Regions from separate parts of the Mus musculus genome. Here region 2 is linked to region 1. A link is a contact called in public promoter capture Hi-C data. All regions are on one chromosome and are shown on one strand. Each heading gives the region's core, a stretch centred on a gene start, on an enhancer-like site or on the middle of the called end of the contact. The rest is flanking DNA. Distances are from core to core; before and after follow the strand shown. Region 1 overlaps Pde2a (phosphodiesterase 2A, cGMP-stimulated). Region 2 has its middle 39 kb from the start of Art2b.

Region 1 (3,823 bases), core at 253-2,752:
ATTTCACCAAGGACACACAGCATGACAGGGACAAATGGGGCTTGGCATGTATGCACCCCTATTCCCTGTCCTCAGCCCTGACTTCCCCAAACCTCCTAGAAGTTCAGCGCCCAGGAGGAGGGCTAATGACTGAGCTTTATTGAGCGTGAAATTGGTAGGAAGTGGGTGGTGTGTTGGCGCCCAAAAATAAATCCTTTGGGAGAGGGTTATGACTGAGACAACATCTGCCCTGGGGTGGAGGAACATCTGGATGGTGAGGGTGAGGGAAGCTGGCAGGTCAGAGACTGTGGACCTGCCCTGCAACTGCAAGTCTTGAGGCGTGTGTGTGTGTGTGTGTGTGTGTGTGTGTGTGTGTGTGTGTGTGTTTTGTGTGTTGAAGGGAGGGGGTGAGTGACTGGCTTGGTGCCCAGCTAACTACAGCCTGAAGCCCAGGGCTGAGATGACAGCTGAGGTCCAAGAGGCAGTGAGACGCTACTCAAGAGACCATTGATGGGCTGGGGAGCCCAGGTCTTGGGGAGCCTCCTCTTGACTGTGGGGAGGACTGGGCCCTGGGAGGTGGGGCTTGGAGGAGGAGGAGGGCTGCAGCACCTGGCTTCCTCATCAGCACCCATTGTGGCAGGCAGCCCCAGTGCAGATGGTGCTGATGTGTACGAAACGAAAAGCAACCCTCCTACCCAGTAAACTCGGCTAAATTTAACCAGGATGGCTGAGTGTGAGGGTGGAAGGCGCGGACATGCGGAAGTGAAGGGTGGCTCCTGCCCCCGCCACCCTAAGACTGCCCACCTTTCTGTGTGGGGAGGACAGACTCTTAGACACTGAGTGCCCTGCTAGGCTCTGAACCTGTCTGAACCAAAAAAACCCAACTCGAACCAAAACAAAGAAAAAAAAAAACCCAAAAAAGCCAAAACCCAAACCCCCCAGAGCTCCTGATCGGTAAACGAGGAGGGGGTAGCTCTCTCGAAGTGGCTTTGTTCCTAGATTTTGGCTCAGAGGCTGGGCATAGTGGCTCTAGATTATGATCCCAAAGCAGACTGTCACAAATCCTCAGCCAGTTTTAGCCACACAGTGAGTCCGAGGCCAACCTGAGCAACATGAGAAAGCTTGTCTCAAAAAACGAAAATAAAAAAACCTGAAACAAAACCCAATTCAAGCTTAGCCCCCTTTCACGGGGGCCAAAGGGGCTCTGGGCCCTCCCAGAGGCTGTTTCTATCTTCCTTGGTCTGTAGTCCCTATCTCACGTCAGGACAACTGAACCCAGTTCAGTGTCACGGGAGGTCATGGCAGGAAATCCCCTGTGTAATATCCAAAGGCCACTAAAGCAGTTGGCAGGGTTGTGGCTTCTCGGTCTGCTGAGGATCCCACACTTCCTGGGAAAGAGCCTTCAGCAGCTCCCCCTGAAGCCCTCCCTGCCACCCTCAGCAGAGAGGGTTCCCAAGCCTCCTGGGAGAGGAGAGTGTGGCCATCCAACAGTCATGGGGATTGGCCAAGACCTCTAAGAGTCCCCATGTTGGGAAGTAGATCTTTGTGAGACAGCAGCGTCTGCCAGGACAAGGCTTGCAATTGAGACTGATCTAGGGAGGGAAGATTGCTGAAGCAAAAATCTGACAAGCTTCCAGCCAGTGCTTCCGACTCACCGTGGGCAATGGTTGATGTAAAATGTGAACTTACCCTGCGTCTGCTCCCAGCTGTTTCTAAGGCCCTCCAGCCTCACCCACAGTCCTGTACCCCCTCACCCCACTGTCAGTTCGGAAATGCTCCTTGCTCTCTGTGCCACTTGGCCTACCTCCACTGGTCAGTTCTGAGCCTCACCCACACACCAAGTGCGGCCAGTCATAGCTAAAAGACTACTTCTTCTGGGAAGCCCTCCAGAGCCCCACAGAATACAGGCAGACAGCCCTGGCTATAGTTTCTTGGCTTGGATCACCGGGGTATTGGAAGGAGGGTGCATCCTAAGCCAGTGTCGCCTGCATGCCATACCAAGTATGGTTTGCCAAATGCCTGAGCTGGAGTTCAAGGCTTGGGTGCGATTGGCTCACACCTTGGATTGAGGTGGTCGGTAAGGAGAGTAACAGATTCCTGGATCTCTGCCTGCCCAGAACCCCTTCCCAAACCACCAAGCTCTGTATCCCAGGCCCCCATGGCCTCGCCATGAGCAGACTAGGGCTGGACAGTCTCTCTACAGGGTCTCACATGTACCTTTGATTCTAGGAGACTGTCTACACCTACCTGCTAGATGGGGAGTCCAGACTGGTGTGTGAGGACCCCCCTCATGAGCTGCCACAGGAAGGAAAAATTCGGTAAGTCTTTCTTGGCCTGTCCTTTGCCCCCTGGCATCTGCCAAGAGGCCTCAGGGTTGAGGAACCTTCCAATATCATCTGGTCCATCCCCAACTTCAGTCTCCCTGCCCAAGTGGGTCTACTGCGAAGTAATATCTCCTCCTATGTTGGGGATGTATAGAGTGGGGGTGGGTTCTCTCTTCATAGAGTCTTTTACATAGATTTTTTTTTCTTTTAATACAAAGTCTCACGGTATAGCCCAGGCTAAGTTTGAACTTACAGTGATCCTCCTGCTTCAGTCTCCCAAGCACTGGAATTATAGATGAGATCCACCATGTCCAGCTCCCGTAGAGTTCTTCTGGGTTGTTGCAGCTTCTCAGAGTGGAGTGGAGGGGGTGGGTAGAAGGGGGCTTCAGCATCTCTCAGTTCCTACCCCAGGGGGCCATGAGCACTACCTATAAGGCTTGGGCTTAGGATCTCAGTGTACCTGGGCTTCAGGAACACACAGTGACAACTTCCTGTACATAAGACTAGAAGTTACTGGATCTCTACTACCTAAGTTCAAATCCCACCTCCTCCCTGTATACCAGCTGTGTAACCTAGGGAAATCAGGCATCCTCTGTCGTGTGATTCCGTTTCGCTTTGCTTTTTGGTGACACGGTGATGACAGCAGTGTTTATGGGGATGTTGGGAGGATTCAATGATTGTGTGTGGTCTGCTGTGACTATCAGAACCCAGAGCGCAGCACCCGATGGTCCCTGGTACCTCTGAGCCCAGTGAGTTCAGCTGGAAAGGATACATTGAGAGACATGTTCAAGACCACAAGGCAGCTGTGAGGCCCAAAACACTTCTCAGTGGGGCTGGGGAAGTGACAGCCTCTGTCTGGGTGACCCATCCTGGTTATCTAAAGACAACGGGAGCACTGGGTAAGGAGCAGAAGGCATCGTGGGTGCAGTGCACTGAAGTCAATTTCAGAAAGCTGGGCTGTTTCGGTCCAGCCTGCAGCTCTTTTGGTAGTGCCAGAGCTGCTATCCTGGCAACTCTTAGTCATAGAAGTCCTGGGAGAAGTCTGTCTGGAAATGCCAGCCTCATGGTCCTTGATACCCTGGGTTCTAGGATGGTGGTCCCACCACTAGCACAGACAGCTTCCTTCCCCTTTTTCTGCCACAGTTCTGGGAGGTGGGAGACACCTTCCCTTTGAGATTCTGCTCATGACTTCTCCTCAGAGGAAGTGAGCAGAGCCACAGTCCCCTGTAGCCTGGGCCCTATCTAGGGGATTTTGCTTTGGACATGGTGACAATAGTGGTACTTCCATCATCATTTGGAGGCGCCACCACCTCCTGCTTTTTAGCAGTACTGGCAATCAAACCCAGGGCCTCATGCATGCGGGGCTCTACTGAGCTACATCCTCCAATACCCATGCGTATATGTTTATTTCGAGACAGGGTCTCACTACATTGTCCAGGCTAGCCTGGAATTACTCTGTGGCCCAAGCTAGCCTTACACTTTTTTTTTTCCTCCGGCCTCAGCCTCTTGAGTAGCTATAC
Region 2 (3,973 bases), core at 1,327-3,826, 140 kb after region 1:
GGGCCTTGTAGGAAATGACAGGCCAGGCTCCCTGCACAGTCTCTGCAGTATGGGGGAGTCTTATTAAGGCTCAGCGGGATGAGAGTCCCAGCTCCTTACTCAGCTTTCCCGCTGTTCCCCCAGCAGGGAGCTCAGTGCCTCACTGCAGATGAGGGTAGGATCCGCAATCCCACTCAGCCTTTGCCGCCATATGGGTGATGCAGTCACAGACTCTTTTCTCTTTGATGTTTGGCTAGAATGAAGCAAGTTGCATTTTGCACTAAGTTTTTAAGACTCTTCTGGGGGTTTTTTTGTATATATTAGTTGTTCATTATTCTTCACTGATGACTAACATTCCTGCCGTAGTTTGCATTGTAAGTATACCCCCGAAGGCCTGGTCCCTAGGTAGCACCATGGGAGGCGGTAGACCTCTATGGAGTGGGACTTATGGGAGGGAGGGTTTATACTGTCCAAGGTAACAGTGGGATCTGGGCCTTTCTTTTTCACTTTAGTTTTCTGAGCACGAGGTAAGCAGTTTCGTTTTGTCACATGCTCCTACCATGGTGTGCTATCATCAGCCCAAAACCACTGGCCAACCAATCAACCACAGCCTGCAATCTCTGAAACTTCGAACTAAAATAAACCTCTCTCTATCTCAACCTCATGCTCTACTTCTGCCTATATATACAGCCAACCCCTTTTTGCTTTGTAAGTTAACTACCTCGGGTGTGTGTTACAGCAATGCAATGCTGACTGACAGCTTGATATATGTGATATATAGCTTTCTGGATGACCATGCCAGTACATGTTCCACAAATATATACTCCTGTCTGTGGCCTCTCTTTTTCTCTGTTAATGATGTCTTTTGATGTACAGAAATTCTTCATGTTGATGAAATTCAGCTCACCATGTTCTTCTTAGTATATCTGCTCCATCTATATTCTCCAAGAAACTCGGCTACTTCATTCTAGCCCCACACTGAAGGCGGTAGCCCGCTCTGAATTAACTTTCAATGACTGTATAAGTGGGGTCAGGGTTCCTTTTTCCAACACAGTTATCTCATCGACCCGATTTTTTAAATAGCCCTGACAAAGTGAAGTGGAGTCTGTCATAAATCCCACTCATAAATAACATGTGGATCTGTTGCTGGGCTCTTTATCCTATTTTTAGGTTGCTTTGTTCTTTGTTGTTGTTGGTGGTGGTGGTGGTGTTCTCAAAACAGCAATAAAAAGCTCTACAGAAGAGACATTGATAAAGTCCACCCACCTTCTCTCTCTGGGGTGACCACAAGGCCTCTGGGGAGGTATTTAATCTCCCCTCCATGTATTAGCAGACATAAATGCTCACACAGTTCGTATTTAACAAAGCAGGTTTTAGTGATGTGGAGAAAAGTTTGCTTGTAAAGTGGAGAAAGTCAAATATAAATGCATACAGCAGTATAATCACACTGTGTGTAGGCAGCACTGTGTACAGCGGCTCTAAACCTTTAGATTGGCTAACTCATTTAATCCTCACAATAGCCTGAAAGGATAGAGTAATTTTGCTCCCAGTTTACAGATGGTAAACTTGACCAAAGGCACACGAATATACAGTAGTTATAGAGATCAAATCCAGGCAGTCAGGTTCAGACTCCATGCTGGTAAATAAATAAATGAATAAATACCAAAAACCCATGCCTATACCCTGTGAAAACATTGGTGGTGGTCATCTCAGCGATGGGCTTCCTTTCTCACACCTGCTCACTTCCTCTTCTCTTCCTTCTAGACTTCCAGGCTCTCTGCCCACTTCCTCTCGCTTTCCAGCACTCAGCACAAATCCATCATGACTTCTGGAATGGGTTGTTCGTCAGCTCTTCCCTTCCATATCCTTAACTGTGGGCTCCATGAAAACAAGGTGTGGTGTGTCAGTTCACCTTCAGACAGACGACCAAAGTGATTTCTGCCACACAGCAGGTACATGCAAGGATCCTGTCGACACAGAGCAGATTGTCGGGGAGATCCGGGAGAAGACACGGACTCAGGTTTTTTTCTTTGTGTTCCAGTATGATGAAGAAGATGGTGCTGGAATCTGATACATATCCCTTGCATTTATACATGAACTTGGCCAGCTGTGTAAGCTTGGGGTATAATTCTGAGATCCTTTCTGTAATAACTGGGTTAAACATAGCATCTCACATCTACAAGGTTATCTAGCATACATTAGATATTCGACAGTTACATGACCTTCTTGAGTATTTTTGCAATAATTAGGTCATTTTTAATATGTATTGATTTATTTATTATTTGTTTGTTTATTGCAGTACTGGGGGATTGAACCCAGGGCCTTATGCATGGTAGGCAAGTATTTTACCACTGATCTACATTCCAGCCCTCAAGTCTGCTGTACTTCTTAGGTTTTGTTCATTTGTTTGTCTATAACATAGAAGAATGACTAATTTTACATTTTAGGATTATTATTAGAATTCAAGGTGATGACGCACATTACATAGAACTTAGGGTCTGGCTGGCATAGAGTAAATATTCAGTAAAGGTTATCTGCTTAGTTTTACCTTCTGCAATGCCTGGCACAGAGTACTCTGTAAATAGGTGAGGCCCAATCTTATCTTTTTGGTCTGGGCAGAGTTTTGTCTATCTGCTTCTGGGGAGATCCGGTTTGGCTCTGCAGAGCTAGTGATGTACAGACGCCACCCAGTGGCTAAGATCTGCCACTGCACATCAGCTTCTGGTAAAATTTCCCGGCTACATTGATTCCTTAAGGATACTCTTACCTGTACATTTCCTTAGGAGACCAGAGACATTGGAATCAGAGAGGAAATGAAATTGACAGTTAATTCTGGAAGGTGGATTCAACAAAACTTAGTGATAAATTACATATCCCAGTAGGAAAAGGTTTGCCAAAGACAGTGGTTTCCAACCAGGGGTGATTTTGCCCATAAGAGGACATTTGGGAATATCTAAAGACACTTTTTGGCTATCATAACTTGAGGGGGCATGGTGCATGGTGTCTATAGTCTGCAGACCAGGCATGCCGTAAAGTATTGTAAAACCCACAAGACATCCCTCATAAAAGATTATCTAGGGCTGGATAGTTGGCTCAGAGGTTAAGAATACTGACTGCTTTTCCAGAGGTCCTGAGTTCAATTCCCAGCAACCACATACATGGTGGCTCACAACCATCTGTAATAATGAGATCTGATGCCCTCTTCTGGTGTATCTGAAGACAGCTAAAGTGTATTCATATACATAAAACAAATATTTTTTTAAAAAAGATTATCTAGTCTCAAACTTGACCAAGGTCAAGCTCTAGGATGGTTGTTAGGACCTCCCTGGGCATTCTGGGCATCATAAAAAGCCATGGAAGTGCTGTCAGTGGGAGCTGCCAGTTCTCTCTCCATCCATCTCATGTAAGTGGGAGGAATGTCTTAGCTAGGAATTAACACAGCCTACAGAACTCTCCAAGACATGGGAGAGCATCTTGTAGACCATTTCTTTCATTTATATTTCTGGGCTACAGCGCATGTCTTCAGTGTTATCACTGAAAGTGTATAAAGTCATTATCACACTGAAGACATGCACAGAACATGTGTTAATCAGAAAGTCCCCAAATAAATCATGAGCTCACAGGCTTAATTAGGAGATCCTGAGACTGGGGAGCAGCAGTGGTGGCAGGGCGGTTGCTTAGCATGTATGTCTAAGATCTTGTTTTCAAGATTTACTTATCTTTATGGTGTGTGTATGAGTGTTTGCTTATGTGTATGTATGTGCACCATGTGTGTACAGTTCCTGCAGAGGTCAGAAAAAGTGTTGGATTCCCTGGAGCTGTGTTCCATGGGAACCACATGAGCCACCATGTGGGTGTTGGGTACCAAACCTAGGTCCTCTGCTTTTTTTTTTTTTTTTTTTTTTTTAAAGATTTATTTATTTATTTATTATATGTAAGTACATTGAAGCTGTCTTCAGACACTCCAGAAGAGGGGGTCAGATCTTGTTACGGA

What was found. Promoter capture Hi-C pulls out the DNA fragments that hold promoters and counts their contacts.
Region 2: a promoter capture Hi-C map of liver shows a contact between it and region 1, with 2.4 times the contacts expected there. The contact joins two enhancer-like sites. A contact is called at or near these places in 11 of 39 promoter capture datasets (the 3T3-L1 cell line, 3T3-L1-derived adipocytes, the HPC-7 cell line and 6 more) and 2 of 484 Hi-C or Micro-C datasets (bone marrow-derived macrophages and urothelial organoids).

The regions. Positions count from the first base shown.
Region 1 is chr7:101,482,334-101,486,156 of GRCm38.p6, forward strand. Pde2a (phosphodiesterase 2A, cGMP-stimulated) reads left to right here. Exons shown (of 30, transcript NM_001143849.2): 3 at 2,209-2,297. Among named protein-coding and RNA genes, the nearest start is that of Mir139, 8.9 kb to the left of the region's middle. Within about 2 kb of position 1,503, at least 71 of the 459 cell types and tissues checked have an H3K27ac peak or open chromatin away from gene starts, as enhancers often do. A contact at or near this core is called in liver, where this site is marked.
Region 2 is chr7:101,617,950-101,621,922 of GRCm38.p6, forward strand. No RefSeq gene overlaps it. Among named protein-coding and RNA genes, the nearest start is that of Art2b, 39 kb to the left of the region's middle. Within about 2 kb of position 2,577, at least 8 of the 459 cell types and tissues checked have an H3K27ac peak or open chromatin away from gene starts, as enhancers often do. A contact at or near this core is called in liver, where this site is marked.